Linked DNA regions of Mus musculus: region 2 is linked to region 1. A link is a contact called in public Hi-C data. All regions are on one chromosome and are shown on one strand. The core of a region is the stretch at or near the end of the contact, and the rest is flanking DNA. Distances in the headings are between cores, read along the strand shown. Region 1 holds the start of Dgcr2 (DiGeorge syndrome critical region gene 2). Region 2 overlaps Prodh (proline dehydrogenase).

The links. A called contact is a pair of places that touch in the nucleus more often than the background predicts.
Region 2: a contact with region 1 is called in a Hi-C map of liver, with 2.1 times the contacts expected there. The contact joins the enhancer-like site here to the promoter of Dgcr2 in region 1. A contact is called at or near these places in 1 of 484 Hi-C or Micro-C datasets (liver), 2 of 115 datasets of contacts at active chromatin or transcription factors (hepatocytes and pancreatic cancer cells) and 5 of 9 other capture datasets (adipose tissue, embryonic stem cells, liver and 2 more).

Annotation. Positions count from the first base shown.
Region 1 is chr16:17,887,708-17,894,366 of GRCm38.p6, forward strand. It overlaps Dgcr2 (DiGeorge syndrome critical region gene 2), which reads right to left and starts at 4,021. Exons shown (of 10, transcript NM_010048.3): 1 at 3,679-4,021. The coding sequence starts at 3,757. It overlaps Tssk1 (testis-specific serine kinase 1), which reads left to right and starts at 6,496. Exons shown (of 1, transcript NM_009435.2): 1 at 6,496-6,659. The coding sequence starts at 6,646.
Region 2 is chr16:18,081,360-18,087,171 of GRCm38.p6, forward strand. Prodh (proline dehydrogenase) reads right to left here. Exons shown (of 14, transcript NM_011172.2): 2 at 3,188-3,396; 3 at 172-206. Among named protein-coding and RNA genes, the nearest start is that of Prodh, 4.9 kb to the right of the region's middle. Within about 2 kb of position 2,217, at least 73 of the 459 cell types and tissues checked have an H3K27ac peak or open chromatin away from gene starts, as enhancers often do. A contact at or near this core is called in adipose tissue, hepatocytes and liver, where this site is marked.

The DNA.
Region 1 (6,659 bases), core at 2,771-5,270:
AAATTTCAACTCAATTCTTCACTGAGATAGAAAGGGCAATTTGCAAATCCATCTGGAAAAATTAAGAACCTAGGATAGCAAAAACTATTCTCAACAATAAAAGAACTTCTGGTGGAATCACCATGCCTGACATTAAGCTGTACTACAGAGCAATTGTGATAAAAAACTGCATGGTACTGGTACAGTGAAAAACAGGTAAATCAATGGAATAGAACTGAAGACCCAGAAATGAATCCACACACCTATGGTCACTTGATCTTTGACAAGAGAGCTAAAACCATCCAGTGGAAAAAAGACAGCATTTTCAACAAATGGTGCTGGCACAACTGGCAGTTATCATGTAGAAGAATGCAAATTGATCCATTCTTATCTCCTTGTACAAAGCTCATGTCTAAGTGGATCAAAGACCTCCAAATACGATCAGAGACACTGAAATTAATAGAGGAGAAAATAGGGGAAAGCCTGGAAGATATGGGCACAGGGGAAAAATTCCTAAACAGAACAGCAATGTCGTGTGCTGTAAGATCGAGAACTGACAAATGGTACCTCATAAAATTGCAAAGCTTCTGTAAGTCAAAAGACACTGTCAATAAGACAAAAAGGCTACCAACAGATTGGGAAAGGATTTTTACCAATCCTAAATCTGATAGGGGACTGATATCCAATATACAAATATACAAAGAGCTCAAGAAGCTGGACTCCAGAAATTCAAATAACCCCATTAAAAAATGGGGTACAGAGCTAAACAAAGAATTCTCAACTGAGGAATACCGAATGGCTGAGAAGCACCTGAAAAAAATGTTCAACATCCTTAATCATCAGGGAAATGCAAATCAAAACACCCTTGAGATTCCACCTCACACCAGTCAGAATGGCTAAGATCAAAAATTCAGTTGACAGCAGATGCTGGCGAGGATGTGGAGAAAGAGGAACACTCCTCAATTGTTGGTGGGATTGCAAGCTTGTACAACCACTCTGGAAATCAGTCTGGCGATTCCTCAGAAAATTGGACATAGTACTATCGGAAGATCCAGCAATATCTCTCCTGGGCATATACCCAGAAAAAGTTCCAACTGGTAATAAGGACACATGCTCCACTATGTTCATAGCAGCCTTATTTATAATAGCCAGAAGCTGGAAAGAACCCAGATGTCCCTCAACAGAGGAATGAATACAGAAAACGTGGTACATTTACACAATGGAGTATTATTCTGCTATTAAAAAAAATGAATTTATGAAATTCTTGGACAAATAGATGTATCTGGAGGATATCCTGTGAGGTAACACAATCACAAAAGAATTCATTAGATATGCACTCACTAATAAGTGGATATTAGTCCAGAAACATAGAACACCCAAGATACAATTTAAAAAACACATGAAAGCTAAGAAGAGGGAAGACCAATGGGTGGATACTTCATTCCTCCTTAGAATAGGGAACAAAATACCCATGAAAGGAGTTACAGAGAGAAAGTTTGGAGCTAAGACGAAAGGATGGACTATCCAGAGACTACCCCACCTGGGGATCCATCCCATAATCAGCCACCAAACCCAGACATTATTGCATATGCCAGACAGATTTTGCTGAAGGGACCCTGGTATAGCTGTCTCGTGTGAGGCTATGCCAGTGCCTGGCAAATACAGAAGTGGATGCTCACAGTCATCTATAAGATGGAACACAGGGCCCCCAATGGAGAAGCTAGAGAAAGCACCCAAAGAGCTGAAGGGGTCTGCAACCCTATAGGTGGAACAAAAATATGAACTAACTAGTACCCCCAGAGCTCATGTCTCTAGCTGCATATGTAGCAGAAGATGGCCTAGTCAGCCATCACTGGGAAGAGAGGCCCCTTGGTACTGCAAACTTTATATGCCCCAGTACAGGGGAATGGCAGGGCCAAGAAGAGGGAGTGGGTGGGTAGGGGAGCAGGGCGGAGGGGGGAGGGTATAAGGAACTTTCAGGATAGCATTTGAAATGTATACAACGAAAATATCTAATAAAAAAAAAATCTAACCCAGCAATCCCTGTCTTTGCTGCCCACATCATCAAGGGACATTAGGGTGCTTAGGGTTCTGCAGGACAACTTAAGACAGAACTGTGGGACTGATGCCAAGCTCCAGCCTAGAAAGCCATGGATTCAAGGTCCCATTACTCCCTCCACTGGAGCCTCTTCCACTGTAGGTCCCATTTAGATCGTATGAGGGCTCCCCTGCTGCGCATGTGCACATGGATGGCCTCTGCCATCTTTCTGGGGATGCCCAATACACAGCAATATACTGAAGAATTCATACTTGCTCTCTTCTTCTATACTGAGCACTTCTAAAGAGAGGGTTGTGTGTTCTGCATTCGAATACCTCTATCGTTGGGCAGGCAGCAAGAACTCACATGTCCTTTCTGAAATGCTCTCAGCCAGCTGGCAGGATATAGGAACAGACTGGCAAGGGGCATTGGACCTCACCTGCAAAACTGGACCCAACAATCAGAATGGGTTCACTGTATGCAGAAGTATACAAACATGTTTACCAATATGTAAAAGGTAAGAACCCACAAACCCTTTAGCCTGACAAGAGAATCATATCCACAAGGGTTCCTAGCGGGCTACTTTACAACCAGTCAGTTCACTATGCAGAGCAGCTGGCTTTTCCCTTCCTGGAGCCCAGGGAAACGCTCTGTTCAGTTGAGTGTTGTCTTGGGCTTGGTCACTGAGGCTCTGGCAGACATTTCCACATGGGACAAAAGCACAAAGCCAAGCATTGAAATATGTTGCAGGATGGGAGCTGAGATAGGACACTGCTGAGGGTGCACCCACCTGTTCTGACACCCAGTCATGATGTCACCCATAGAAGACTTGCCTGGGGCATTCCTTCATGGGAACCTTCCTCTGCTAAAAGCATTAAGAGCTCTACTTACCACCGCCCTAGTACAGAGGAGTCTCTGAAAGTTCACAGACAAGACATCCCTGCTGGGATCCCTAAAGGGACAGTGAGGCTGTACTGGTATTCCTGTGCCTGATGGATAAATTGACCTGGCTTTGTTGCGGAAGTAGGGTGCAGTGAAGGTTTTTTTTTGCAGGGGGGGGGGCACAGTTCAGAAGTATCTGAAATAAGCAGAAAAGGGACCTGAGGTTCCCCACCACACAAAACTCCAAGGGAGTATCAAAAGTAGTTAATCACACCACACAAAGCACTAAGTGCCAGGCACCGCTGAAAGGACTCTCCCCTGCACCTGGTACTCAGTTTACTCCCAGTACCTCCTTTGGGCAGGGCTGGACTTCTGTGATAAAGCGTTTCACTAAGTGGCAATGAGCAACCAGACATCGCTGTCCAGGGCTGAAACGCTGGCACTAGGCCACAATTGGGCGGACACTTGGGGCACCAGGTGCCTCCACAAGCTGCTTCCAAGACTTCCACTCAGCCAAGCAGAAGGGTGCGCCCGAGACGCAGCTCCTGGCCAGTGGGTCCCAGAGCACGCGGCGCTCGGTGGACCTGGGTCTAAAGGCAACATCCTCGAGGCTCCGAACCCTGGTACACTCCAATTTGTGCCAGGGCAGGGGACGCCCAGAGGCCCGCGGCCAGGCCTCGCCTGTGCCGGGCCGAGGAGCAGTAGCCCCCAGCAGCCGCGGGGGAACGGACGTCCGCAGCCCCACCCCCGACCGCGCCCCCACCCTCAGCACCGCGCACCTGGCCGCAGCGGCTCGGTGACAGTGAGAACCAGCAGGAAGAGCAGCAGGAAGGCACCGCTGTCTGCCTTGGGCACCATTTATCCTCCGTTCATCGTCCCCGGGGCAGCCGCGTGACCCCGCGGGGAGGCCGGACCTGGCCGAGAGGAGTGGGTGAAGGCCGGACTCCGACCTGGGGCTGAGGGGCGGCAGGCGAGGGATCCAGCTGGGCCGCGGCAAGAGAACGCCACCGACTCGCGCGCACTCTAGGCCGCAGGAGCGGGATGAGATTCCGGCTCGCGCAAGATGGCGGCCGTCCTGCTCCGGCCCGCGCCACCCCGCCTCCGGCCCGCACTAACCAATGAACGCCGAGCTGGGCGGGGGGTGGGGTGGCGGAGGGAGGTAGGACCCGAGCTCCAGACGCGGGGCGGGGCATGAGCACGAGAGGCCTAGGGAATGAGCGAGTGGGCGGGGCCAAGGGCGGGGCTAGCAGGAAATGAGGCGTGCCATTGGCTGAACCGAGAGGTGGGACGCAGCCTTGGCAGCGAGGTACCAAAAGGGGTCCCTAGTGCTGGTAGGGTCACAAGGACTGACAGTGCTGGCGCCAGGGTCTGGGGTGGGTAGGAGTGGGGAATCCGGGATTAGTGAATTGAGGAGGTATAGCTGGACCTGAACGATCTTTACTCCTGGAGGCCCAGGTCTGTCCCAGTGCCAACATATTCCCTAAAGTGGTCTTCTAAACGCCGAACGGCTGTGAAGAAAGTGAAGAGCTCTAGTGAAAATAAAGGACCAGCAGTCTCTGTGGATCAGGGAATGGCACAAAGAATATCAACAGAGGAGGAAATGGCTTAATGGATGTCAGAATCTAACAGAGAAGCCCAGAGTCTCTGGACCAGATCTGGGGAAGGAGCTGCCTATACAATGGAGAAAAAAAGCCCAGGCAGAGACAGGGCTAAAGCCTGGGAACAAGGCTCCACATGCTAAACTCACACCTGCCTTCATGAACAGCATGAACGTGGAAGGAGAGACAGCAAATGAAAAACCAATCTGTTCAGGGGAAGGAAGTGAAAAGTGGGGAAGGCCAGTCACCTCCAGCATATCTGACTCACTCTTATTGCCCCTCCACCAAAGTCCCAGGATTTCAACCTACGATAGATACATGGAGCCATGAGTGAAAGATGCTAACTTGTTATAGGTAGGTAAAGTCAAGGTCAAGTCGTCAGACATTCCAACTTTACCAGGTCTTGGCCCAAGATGTTGGACATAGGACTTGTCACAACAGATGGGGGGTTCCTTGCTGGCAGAAGCAAGGGTACCTGTCCAGTGCTGCTCTGGGCACTCAGATAGTTTTATGGCACATTCCCAGCACTGAGTACAAGATCCAGGCCTAGCCTTCTGCCCCCATACCCACCCCCACTGCAAATCTGCCCTGGGAGCTCAGCCAGAGCTCTGAGTTGGGCAGGTCCTTTGGAGGGAACTCAGCCAAGTGCAGTCTTCCTGCCAACTGTCCACCTGCAGAGCCGCCGTTAAGAGTCCAGGAAAGGTTTGGAAGAGAAAAGAGCAGGACAGGAAGTGAGAAGTCTGGCTGAGCGGTACAATGAAAGCACAGAGTTAACTCCTTAACCCACCACCACCACTACCACCACTGGGCCAGGAGATAAAGAACCTGAAGTCGGCCCAGGTCTGTCTCAGGGCCCAAAACACATTCAAAAGTGCTCTTTTAAAAGGTGAAGCCCCAGGCTGGTGAGATGGCTCAGCAGGTAAGAATACTAACTATTCTTCCAAAGGTCCTGAGTTCAAATCCCAGCAACCACATGGTGGCTCAAAACTACCTGCAATGAGTACATCTGAAGTCAGCTACAGTGTACTTATAATAATAAATAAATCTTTGGGCCGGAGTGAGCAGCAAGCAGAGGTCCTAAAATTTCAACTCCCAACAACCACATGAAGGCTCACAACCATCTGTACAGCTGCAGTGTACTCATATGCATAAAATAAATAGATAAATCTTTTAAAAAAAAAAGGTGAAGCCCCTTACCTCAGGCTGGAGCCAAGCACAAACGAGTTTGTTCACCTTCAGTATGCTCCAGTACACTGACAGACCTTCCAGGTTCTAAGTCCAAGCACCCCAGGCAATAGCCTCATTTCCCCCTGGGCATTACTCCTTTGTGACTTCACCCACTGAAGTCACCTTCTCAGTGACTTTAAGGGTTACCTGTGTAGACAGAATCAAGAGCTGAAGGGTAGGGTCTCATGAACGCTGGCTTCCTTACCACTGGCCTGTAGAGTCACTGCAGACTGGCGTTTTTTCCTCTAACAAAGGTTACTGTCAGGGTGGCCCTTTCTGTTCCCTACTCTACCATGTGAGTCAGGAGTCTGCTACTACCTTAGGGAACTGCATCACCTACAGAGTTCCCTATATTTTGCTCCAACCTTTCTAAAGCACCCCTTTATCAAGACTTCCTTCTACTATCCTTGCATGAGTGTATCTTCTATTTCTGCCTGGGACCCTTGACTGATAGGACCACCCACACTGGATGCCCTAGATTGACCTGATTGATAATGAGCCATGCCACTGTAGAGCAGATCAATTTCTAGGATTAGAAACATGAGCAGACCTTTGTGTCTCATAAGCCTCTCTCACCTCAGGCTGGAGCCAAGCATGAAGCCATTCTGTTCCCTGTTTCGTGTACAGTCTTCAGTCTGCTCCAGTACACTGGCAGATCTTCTAGGTTCCAAGTTCAATCGGCCCAGGCAATAGCTACATTTCCCCCAGGGCATTACTCCTTTGTGACTTCACCCACTGAAGTCACCTGGGAGACAGTGCTGAAAGTTCCATGCTAGAGTCTTGGGCCTCTTAGGAGGCAGGGACAGCAGGCCTGGACAGCTCAGAGGACTCTCTGTCCACAGTGTAAATGAGGACACTGCTGGCCCATGTCTGGCAGGGATGTAGAGGGCAGCCTCGGAGGCACTGGGCACTCCCGGCACCATGGATGACGCTGC
Region 2 (5,812 bases), core at 967-3,466, 190 kb after region 1:
TAAAAATACAAGGAGCCTGTACCTCACCAGATACATGACAGTACACAAAGCCACAGGAAGCAGCCTCCGGCCTGTCCCTTGCCCAAAGGCTGGCATAGGCCCTAAGCCCAGATGTCTCCATGGCCATCAGACTATGTGCTGAGTGAGGAGAGCACTGGTTCCCAAACTCACCACTGCCATCTCTCTCTGCTTCAGAAGTGCATGACCTGCAGGACAGAGGAGGCAAAGGTCGGTTATGCTCCCTGAGGCCACCAGGAGGCCGCTGAGCATTGGACTTGATCATGAGCTTGAACGAAGGCTGGCTCACATCAGGCATGGCGTGACCACCTGACCCAGGGAGGGGTCATCCCCCCACGAACCTCAGGCATCCTGTGTGTACAGCATTTCTTCCTGGGAAGGTCAGGCAAGGAGAGGAACAGTGGCAGAAGCCACCCTGTACAAAGGACTCATCCAGCCCAGCAACAGTGCCTTCACCCCAACACTATGGTCCCCAGCACAGAATCCTATCTACTCAGGCTTCTTCCACCCAGCCCCTGCTAAGACTCTGAGAACCTCAAGCCAGGGAGTAGTGGCACATGCCTTTAATCTCAGCGCTTGGGAGCAGATCTCTATGAGTTCCAGGACAGCTAAGGCTACACAGAAAGACCTTGTCTTGAAAAACAAAAACCAACAAAGAAGAAAAAACAAACCTCACAGGTTCCCACCACACTTGGAGCATCCAAGTCCTCAAGAGGGCAGAGCAGGATGTGAGGCCCCACAGGAAGGAGAAGTGTTTCTTCCCCAGCATTCTTCCAAGCAAGAAGTGGAGAGGGGGGCGGTAATTGCACCTTCTGGGTCTCACCATCAATGAGCCTTATCCACCAAAGAGCCTCACTACCCCTACAGTAACTCTAGGCTACCAAGCAACAATGCCAAGAAGCCTTGTCCTGGGCCCTCCTCTCCTGTACCAGGGCCTTATCTGGAGACTTTGGGCCAGAAATTATGGTGAGGTTTGGCCATATCCTTGAGTGTTTGGGGCCTCCCACAAGCACCTAAGCCCACAAGGCCACAGCCCAGGGGGCAGAAGCTGAGCAGACAGCTATTGCTCCATTGACCTCATACTGATAACATGTAGCAAGAAAGGAGGATCCAATGTCATTTGGCGACAATGTCCTGAGTCTGTAATAGTCTGTAATAAGGAAGTAGGCAATCCCCATGTGTCACCTTCCCTCAGAGACAGAGAGCCAAGGTCCCTGGAGGGTATGGGTTCCATAAGAGCAGTCCCAGGTACAACCACACAAAAGTCCCCTAAGGGCTACCAGTGCAAAGCTAGGCAGGCACAGTGATTCCCTAAGCAGAAATCCTGTCAAGTCCTCAGTGACCCCTGATGGCAGGGTTGGTTATATAACTCCATAGCCCACAGTGTAGATAACATGTGTTTAACCAGCAGGCATGACTACCAAGTCTGGTCTCCATGCATTCTGTGCCTTCTTCCATTAGCTAGGGACAGGTCTCAGTGTCTGGGTACCTCCCTGCAAGGAACACTCAAGTGGCTGCCCACAAGAGTCTGTGGGGCTGGTCACTCCTGGTCAGGGCGCTGTAAGCTCTTCTCTCTTTGGGGAGGTGACATGTGGGGATTGTCAGGCATCCCTTGACAGACTCAGAGCCTCATCATACAGTGGCATTTCACCCTCTTCTCTGGTAAGGCTACGGTGTAAGACAGGCAGCCTCTTAAGACACAGACAGGCAGAGAGCTGCATCTGCATCCTCACCACTTGCTGGTTGGCATAGGAGGGTGGGTACTGGTAGGTCTGGAAGGGTCTATTTCTGATGCTTCAGAGCCCAAGCAAAGCTCCTGTGGGGCAAACAGCCATGACAAGCTGAACAGCCAACAGAAAGGCACAGACAAGAGGCAGGCAGGCAGTCCGGCAGGCAGTCCGGCAGGCCTACCATTCATTCTCACAGCAAGGCAGTCCCGGGTGAGAGCACTCAGTGCTCACCCTTTCCAGGCCGAGGCTGTGGAATCCATTTGGTTATTCAACAGCAGCCTTGGTAAAGGCTTGCAGCCAACTCCCCAAAGCATCGGTGAGGATCACAAGGGGATACTGGGGCTGGGTCACCCCGCCTTCAGAATGGCCAATCACAAAGCAGGGAGCTGGGCTCCCCAGGCTGAGGCCAGGCCCGAACATTCTGTTCTCAGGGCCAGTGGCCTCACATGACTGCCAAGCCCTCTCCAACTCCTCCTGTTAGTTACCTGGGGAGGAGCCAGGGCAAGCCAAAGGTCTGACACGGACGGACGGCCCTGTTCTAAGCTTCACAGGGGTTGAACAGCTGCAGCCAGAGACTGCGGACCCAAAACCTAAGCGAGGGCCTGTCCGGGAGGGTCACAGGCAGCAGCACTTTGCAAAAAAGGGCTGGTTTTGCTTAGGCCTCCAGTGTGTCAGCTACCACCCCAGAGGGCAGAATGAGGCCACTCTGTCCTGCTGCCAAGAAGGCAGGTCCATGAGCTGTGCGAAAGCTCGCTGCCTGGGGAAGGGCCTTGCAGCAAGTTGGTGCCAGCGGGGGGAACTCCAGGCTGCCTGTCACATGACACGGCTGCCCGCTACAATCCTCTTTACCGTGGTGCCAGGCTGAGCCCAGTCAGCAAGGTTCTATGCCCTGCAGGCACAGCCATCATCAGGTTAGGAAACTGTCTGAGAACTAGCTGGAACCCGCAGGTCCAGTCAGGATTCCTTAGAAAGGCAGATTGTAGTGGGAAGTCAGGGGTCACCAAATGCTTCTGGGAGTGGAAGGTAGCACATGTCCTCAGCCTTAAAAGATGTATGACTACACCACTCTGCCCTTGCAAATTGAAAAGACAATTTGAATTTTATATAGTTTTTATAAAAAATATAGTTCTTGTTTTGATACTTTTCAACCACTCAGAATTCAAAGCTACAGCCTCAAACTGTACAGGACTATGTGGGGAGCGGGATATGGCCAGGGCCAGAGTTTGCAGTTCTATCCCTCAACCCTCCACTGGTGCAGGCCCACAAAAGCACAGCGCTCCTGTCTGCAGGAAGCAAGAATTCCAGGCACAACTCATGAGGGCTGCTGGCAATCAGATCAAAGGCTCTCCCAGTCTTGGCCACCACCTAGCTGAGGCCGAAACCCTGGTGCATTTCAGGGTCACACCTGTGCCTTGCAACACCAGAAAAGCGGGTCTTACTCCATCTCTTTGCGCTCCGCCTCCTCAGGGCTCAGATCTTCCTCCACTCCATAGTCCAGGATAAAGCCAACACCAAAGGCTTTGTTGTGCCGGATCAGAGGCCTGATAGACTCCTGGTCCTCGCCAGCCACAAAATGGCCATAGAAGGTCATCTTCATCAATCTCTCGAACATCCTTTGCCCCAGAAGCTTCCTGGCAACTTGGAACAACTGAAAAGCAAAGGGAAGCAGCTATGTGGCCGCCTGTCTCCCCATCCCGTGCAACACCTGTACACGGCATGTTATATAGAGACCATCTTAGAACAGGCTGCTTCCACTGTCACAGCCACTGCGAACCAATCCTCCATCCAGGGCAGCACGGGAAGACCAAGGCGCCACTTCTCAAGCTCTTGGAGGCTCTAAGCACATTGTTCCCCTTAAGACTCTTCTCCCAGGGGGCTGGCTCATGAATCACCCCAGGGCCAATCACCCCTTGGTGGGTAAAGGGGGAATCCAGCCAGTCTCCCCAGGGACTGCATTTCTGTGACATTTAGTGGTCATTTGGGGCTGGGGGGTGGGGAAGCAGAGTTAATTCTCTACAGTGATGTCTTTCTCAATGATTTGTTCTCTCAGTCAAACACCAGAATGGGGCTTGCTGTGAGGCCAACCATACACAGCCACTGAGCAGTAGCCACACACTAAGTTCAGATGGCAGGAGAGACGTCTGTCTACCGGACACCATGAAATGGGAGTCCACTTCACAGCCTTGTCCAGGACTGACCAGCTACAGTGCCAGACGTGCCCTGAGGAGCTGCATGCAGCTGGCCACCTTTTCCTTGTCACATGTCACTCCACCTCACATAATGTAAACCCCCGGGGGAAAGGAAAGGAAGCAGACATCAAGAGAGACGCCCAAGGAGAAGAAACAACACATCACTCCTCACATAATGAAGGCAGACTAGCAGGCGGGATCGTGGCCTGGGATGAGGGACATTTGCTAACCTAGACTCAGGAAAGATGGTGCTCAGCAGGGCAGGACGGTGAAGTGTGGAGCAGGGGAAGAAGAGCTACAGCAGTAGGGAATGGCAGGGAGCAGGCACCAGTGCTCAGAAGCAACCCCGCATACACACTGTAGAAACCCGTGCCAACTCCTGCCCACCCAACTCAGCTCCAGAAAGGAAAAGCCTGGGGTTCCTCAAGCCCCATGAACAATGAGCCCTCTTGACGAGGAAACAGTCACAAGTCAGACACCTTGGCCAGCATGGCCCTGCCACAGGATGACGGGCTCCAAGGAAGTGCCTGTTGACAACACTTACATGCAGTCTCCATGCAGATCTAGATCTGATTTAAAAACAAACAAATCCATCCTGATATTCTTTCCACGGGAGGGGGCATACTAGGGAATGGCCACCTATGAGACAAGTCACCACTTCAAATCCATCTTGATGTCACTGCCTGAGCTCAGGGCAGCACTGCCTCCTATCCAGGTGAGCAGGTCCTTTGAACAAGTGTGCTGACACACCAGTAACTCAGCATTTGAGAGGCTGAATTACAGAGGATCATGAGTTCAAGGCCAGCCTAAGCTATATACCACCACCTTATCTCACAAGGAAAGATAGCTGGGGGAGATGGCTCAGTTATAATGTGTTTGCCTTGAGTTTGATTCTAGGAACCCAGACAAGATAGGATACACTTGTAATCCCAGTCCTAGGGAGGCAGAGACAGCCGAGTTCCTGGAGCTCACTGGTCAGCCAGCCTAACCTACTTGACAAGACCCAAGCCAGTTTAAAGAAATAAAACAAACCTGTCTTAAAGGGGGCAGACAGACATGGTAGCACACCCCTTTAATCCCAATATTCAGGAGGCAGAGAAAGGTAGGTCTCTGTCTGGTTTATCCAGTGAGGTCTAAGACAGCCAGGACTGCATACTGAGAAGCTGGTGTGCTCTTTCTCCTGTCTGTCTCTCTCTCTCTCTCTCTCTCTCTCTCTCACACACACACACACACACACACACACAGAGAGAGAGAGAGAGAGAGAGAGAGAGAGAGAGAGAGAGAATAAATACTAAAGCAAGCAAAGCAAGCAAAGAAGTGGACCTGAAGCAGCACACACAAGTGTGTCCTTGGGCTCCCATATATGCACATGCATGTGCATACATCCAACAAAGAAAAGTCTCAAACAATGTCCAGAAAAAACGATGACAGTAAGATGAATTCTCTCCTCTGGCCCCATTTGCAACCAATCTCTTTTTTGGCTCTGGCTCACAATCAAAAACAGGAGAGCCCAACTTTTCTCAATCCTTGTCAAATGGGATGCTTCATGGTCCCCAGCAGAGCTCCAGTCCTGGCTGGTAGTTCCAATCTCAGTTCCTATAGTCTACAGGCCCTCAAACCAAGTCTGTTGACTATTCCAGCTAGAGCTGCAGAGCCTCCTAAGACCCGTGGCTCAGCAGAAGAAAGCCTTCCTCTAGGCAGAGAATGTGGCTGTTCCCAGTCTAGCCCACCGGTCGAGGACAGCAGTTCTCAACCTGTAATTCTCGAACCCTTTGGGGATCAAACAACCTCTTCCCATATCAGATATCCTGCACATCAGATTTACATTATGACTCATAACAGTAGCAAAATTACAGTTATGAAGTAGCAATGAAA